Linked DNA regions of Xenopus tropicalis: region 2 is linked to region 1. Evidence: chromatin contacts called from public Hi-C data. All regions are on one chromosome and are shown on one strand. The core of a region is the stretch at or near the end of the contact, and the rest is flanking DNA. Distances in the headings are between cores, read along the strand shown.

The links. Hi-C and Micro-C count contacts between places; a contact is called where the count stands out from the background.
Region 2: a contact with region 1 is called in a Hi-C map of gastrula embryo, with 2.1 times the contacts expected there. The contact joins the enhancer-like site here to the promoter of dio2 in region 1. A contact is called at or near these places in 2 of 5 Hi-C or Micro-C datasets (gastrula embryo and neurula embryo).

What each region holds. Positions count from the first base shown.
Region 1 is chr8:83,445,165-83,447,933 of UCB_Xtro_10.0, reverse strand. dio2 (deiodinase, iodothyronine, type 2) reads left to right here and starts at 1,335. Exons shown (of 2, transcript NM_001197232.4): 1 at 1,335-2,108. The coding sequence starts at 1,887.
Region 2 is chr8:83,649,545-83,652,313 of UCB_Xtro_10.0, reverse strand. All of the region lies in intron 7 of tshr (thyrotropin receptor), which reads right to left. Among named protein-coding and RNA genes, the nearest start is that of tshr, 20 kb to the right of the region's middle. Within about 2 kb of position 1,448, at least 2 of the 11 cell types and tissues checked have an H3K27ac peak or open chromatin away from gene starts, as enhancers often do. A contact at or near this core is called in gastrula embryo, where this site is marked.

The DNA of each region.
Region 1 (2,769 bases), core at 86-2,585:
TGGCAGAACCAGCACTGTGTCCATCAAGCACAAAGCAATGTAAGAGATCAACCAATAAACTAATGTAATTAAATATTACAACATCTTAAACTGAGACTAAAGTGTTGCCGGATTCACAAACTGTCCCAGAGGAGTAATAGGAGTTGCAAAGTCTTGAATGAATGTTAAGGTGTGAGTCACAACCTCAGACTAGTGACTATGCTGGAAATTTCCATCCACAGACTACAGTAAATGTATTGACCTCCTGAACTCTATGGTTTTGGGCAGCATATTTTGCTGAGCTTCTATTCTGTTGCCTCCAGGGGAGACATGGACAAAGATATCATTATCACCCAATTAAAGGATGGTCACTGGAACGAAGATAAATCAACCAGAGTAGTACTGGATCCCACAAAGCTTGCCTTGCCAAGATGATCGTTTCCATTGGAGGGCAGACCGGGTCATTCAGTTACCAATCTACTGCAGTGTGTCTCCAAGGAGAAATATTTTTGTGCCCTTTTTAACCACAGGCTCGGTTTGCTCTTTTCAGAACTTAATCTAAAAGAAAATGCCAAAAAGCAGTTTGTGAAAAAAAGCAGCCGTCTGTGCATCCCAGAGAAGAAAGTAGAGTTAAAAAACAGGAACATCTGCCACATTAAATCTTTCAGGATGTGGAACTGGCCAAAAAATAACTTCATTCATTTATGCAAAAAAATGGAGAGAGGGGTGCAGTACTAACCCATGCAAGGAAGTAATGAATGGTTATGTCTTAGTCTATAAATGACAGGTGCACAAAGTTCTCAGCACTGCAGTGTTATAGTGCTATATTTTATAATGTACAATATATTTACACAGTATTCATTTATACATGAATATGTCAGCTGTGTATACATAAATGTTAGTAATAATAACTATCACTGTATTGGGGGCATGCAGTGTATCACAGGGTACATGCTCAGATATGTAGGCAGCAGATAGTGTGTGTCTGTGCCCCTATAGAATTTGGGTCCCAGCTGCACCTGAACAACTGCTGAATGTAACTAGTCTGTTGTGCTGCCAGGTGGTGAAATGGTGGCCACCCAGAGGTGCTCCTTGTATGTGTGTATGGGAGTCCCACTCCTGTCCATACAGTTGTGGGATTCCCCCTCCCTCAGCCCATTTCTACGCCCGTCAGGTGAAGCCTGCCAGCTGCCTGGGAGTTGTTACAGGCTGGGAGATGTATGAAGGGGAGGAGGGGTTTGCTTTTTATCCTCTCCTTCAATAACAAAGTCCCGCCTTGCAAGTTTTGAGCGACTCTTTCCCTATTCAGAGCATCCCCAGCCAAAGCAATGCCCTCTCCTACCCTGACGTCAAAGAGCAGATCACAAGCGAGATTAGACTTTTTTCATTTCTCTTATTGCAGCAATTAGCCCGGGACTGTATAAAAAGGGTTCCAGGAAGGGAGGGAAAATCAGGGAACATAAAGAGATAGCTGGGAGACATAGGCAGGCGCTGGGAGACATAGGCAGGCGCAGGGAGACAGGCTGCTGCTGCTGCTGCTGCTGAGGGAGAGAAGAGGAGGAGGAGGAGGAGATGGGGGAGTGATACTAACTTTTCCTACACCTGGTACTGCAGGCTTGTTGGGAAACTTTCTCTTTTTCTAGAAATGACAAGAAATAAAGGAATCTGCTAATATTTTGAGTGGCCCACTGGCAGGCTGGCTTCCCAGCCGGACTAGTCGCACAGACACCTGCTTTTTTCATGTCTCATCCTTTCCATGGCATTCTGCACTGCCTTTACTTCACTGTGAGGCACTCACTTTGCACTGACTTTCTGCTGCTTTTCCTTTGTCCGTTCTGTAAGGAGGGGCTGAGGCGCAGGTAGAGATAGGAAGCTGAGAGTGAGGAGGGGGGACCCACGCTACCATTATGGGACTGCTGAGTGTGGACTTGTTGATCACCCTGCAGATCTTGCCAGGTTTCTTCTCAAACTGCCTGTTCCTGGCTCTGTACGACTCTGTCGTGCTAGTAAAACACGTGCTTCTACAACTCAGCCGCTCCAAATCCAGCCAGAGTCAATGGCGCCGAATGCTCACCCCAGAAGGGCTGCGCTGTGTGTGGAACAGCTTCCTATTGGATGCCTACAAGCAGGTACGCCCGGAACCCCTGCACCTTCTGCCTCTCAATACTCCTTCTGGCAGAACTTTTCTGCTTCTTCCTCTCATTTCTGCCCAACTCTGCCTATCTTACAACTATCTCAGCTTCAATTCCACCCCAGGGGGTTATACACTTATTCATAACTGCTTCATTTTATTCCAGGGAAAAATATTAGTGGCAATATATCCTTTTCTGCTGCAATCTCAGTAGTTCTCATTCATTCTTCCGTACAAATGTAAAGCCATTTCAAATCGTAGTACCCAAAAACGGGAGCATGCTGCAGAACAATGCCAGGCAAACAGGTGGGCAGTCCCAGCTACTCCAGGGCAGTGGTGGGAATGTGCCCCCCCATTAAGTACTGATGAATAGCTCCACAGTAAGGGAATTAGGTGCTTATGAATAGTTCTATAGTAAGTGAATTAGGTGCTGATGAATAGTTCTATAGTAAGTGAAATGCTGTTACTTTCATTTTGTTTTTATCTCAGTTTATCCTGGGTTGTGCAGCAGATATCTATAGGTCAGGGCTCATTATTAGGATAGCTGCTGCACAACCTCTTGGGAAGCTGATCTGTTCTGTAGGCACACAACACCTTTAGTTAGTGCTGTAGATACTGATAGATGAAGGTGATTCATAAAATATTTAGCAGTGCTATAC
Region 2 (2,769 bases), core at 199-2,698, 200 kb before region 1:
TTTATGGTTCTTTACAAATTGGAGAGATGTACCTGTGGGAGATGCACTGCCCCATCAAGGTAAAACATGTATGTGATCCTCATCAACAGGTAAAAAAATGAGGTGTTAGACCAAAATATAGATAGCGTTCCTGACCTAAGGGTAAGTTCAACATGGTCTTACTACTCAGTCACAGTGTTTGCTGGGGGATCAGTGATGATGAGAGGGTGTAGGTAGTCATACACCCTCTATTGATCTATGTAAAAGTCAACCAAAAATTGAGGAAACTGTTTCCTCTTGTATCCTTTTTGAGACCTCTACTGCACCATTCACACAGTCACTCAAACACAATTATGATTATTCACTATTGCAGCTTGGTAAAAATCATAAAATATACAGAGAGGACATAGAGAATTGGTTGGGGGAGCACTAGGTAGCATTATTAATTTGCAGCACTGGTGTACAGGGCTCAGCTCTGGCCACAGCACAATCTGCCTAGAGTTTCTCTTTTTGTGTGGGGGTTCCTCCAATTCCAGTAGTTCTTATTCCAACATTTTGTCCATGTTTATAAAGTCTTAGGGGGAGATTTACTAATCCAAGAATCCGAATCCCGAAAGAGAAAAAATCGGAATGGAATTGAAAATTTTGCGACTTTTTAGTCGCCGTCACGATTTTTCCGTATTTGTAGTGACTTTTTCGTCGCCGCCGCGACTTTATCATATTTTACGTGACTACTTCGCTGCCGTCGAGATTTTTTCGTATTGAGCGATTGTAAACGGCAGAAAAACCAATCCGATTTTTTCGCAACAGCGACAAAAAAGTCGCGGAAAATATACAAAAAAAAAAAGCCATGGAACATACGAAAAAGTCGCGACGGTGACGAAAAAGTCGCAAAATACCGATCATTGCGAAAAAACGCCTTCGGACCGTTCGTGGATTAGTAAATCTGCCCCTTAGGGTGCCCTAAAAAGTTTTTGCTGAGTAGCCTAGTATTTTCTAGTTGTGTTTCTATTACTCCATTAGTACATAAAGCCTGTTTTGTTTTTAGGTGGCTGGGGGATACTGGAAGGGTTTCCTGTCAAATCTATGCAATGATGAATGAACAGTAATAATAAAAATAATTGGTCTTGTGATTGTGAGCAATATCACATGATCCTCTAATTAATACAATGCACTGGAGAATATTTGCATCTAAAAATACATTCTGTCCTGTCTGTGGATTTTGAAGCCAATGATCCAGATTGTCTGCTCATGTCTCCTTCCTTCCGTTGGCTGTGAGCTCACTCGGTAATTTTCCAGCCAGTGCAATCAATGCCTGTTTATTTAACGCTGTGTGCCGTGCAGCCTGGGTTGGTACAGGTATTAGCTGCAGACTTGAGGAGAAAAGCATGTGAGCGTTTGTGATATGTGACACTCTCAGGGTGAAGTAAGAGCCACAAAAATAAACCACCAACCTCCCAAAACAATCAGACAGATAATCCCTCTTCTAACGCCTTCCAAACACCTCAGTACTGCACAGCATCAAACTTCTTTCATACCCTCTGGCCTCTGTGCCTCAAACTTTTAAAGGTTTAATGGTTACTTGAAAGTCAGGCACTATTTTGTGATTAGTTAAACACTATAAAGAAAGCTACTCACACTTCTTACACCTTGCAGTGAGCACCATTGCAGCAGCTCAGTCTAGATGACATACATGCACCCAAGGAAAACTTTTGCTACTGTTTAAGTGAGTTTTACAAAGGCAGATACTAACTGTCATCCACAGCGTTAAATCATACACAAGTTGTGGCACTGTTTGGTAGACGACCCTCGTTACGTTAGAATTCTAAGCCAGTGTTTTTCAACCTTTTTTGGGCAAAGGCACACTTGTTTCATGAAAAAAATCACGAGGCACACCACCATTAGAAAATGTTAAAAAATTTAACTCTGTGCCCAGCAGCAGTGCCCCCCTAGTACATTGGTGCCCAGCAGCAGTGCCCCCCTAGTACATTGGTGCCAAGAGCAGTGCCCCCCTAGTACATTGGTGCCCAGCAGCAGTGCCCCCCTAGTACATTGGTGCCAAGAGCAGTGCCCCCTAGTACATTGGTGCCCAGCAGCAGTGCCCCCCTAGTACATTGGTGCCAAGAGCAGTGCCCCCCTAGTACATTGGTGCCCTGCCTACGGCACACCAGGCAACATCTCGCGGCACACTAGTGTGCCGCGGAACAGTGGTTGAAAAACGCTGTTCTAAGCTGCATTGTGCAGAGAAAAAAACATGGTAATTTGTGTCTATCCACAATCTCCCTGCAGTTTGTTGCCAAGACAGAAAAAAGGCATATCCCTGAGCATCATTTTCAATAAATAGCCAAATATGTATCTCTGTCTGACTGATATGAGAGCCACTGGTTTGCACACAATAGAGAGTGGCACAGATGGCATCTTACAGTCACTAAAAGAAATACCCAGACTATTAAATAGTGCAGAGAAGCAGATGTTTCACGGCATTTTGGCCTGTATTTAGAAATCTACTATGCATAGTTTGGACAGGAGAAGTGTGTGTGCCAGGTTGATTTGAGAAAGGCAAATGGTCTCCATCAAAGATCATGGTTCTTCCAAGAACTGCTAAAGACAAAACACTGGACTGGCCTAAAGTACTCAGTGAGTACAGATTTAAATCCCATTGAACAGTTGTTTGATGGGATTTATGTAGTTGATGTAGTTAGCCAGCTTAAAGTATATTGCAATCTATAGACAAACAATACCTGTTCTGCTAATTGGGGCATTTTTTGGTAGGTTAAAGGACATGTAAAA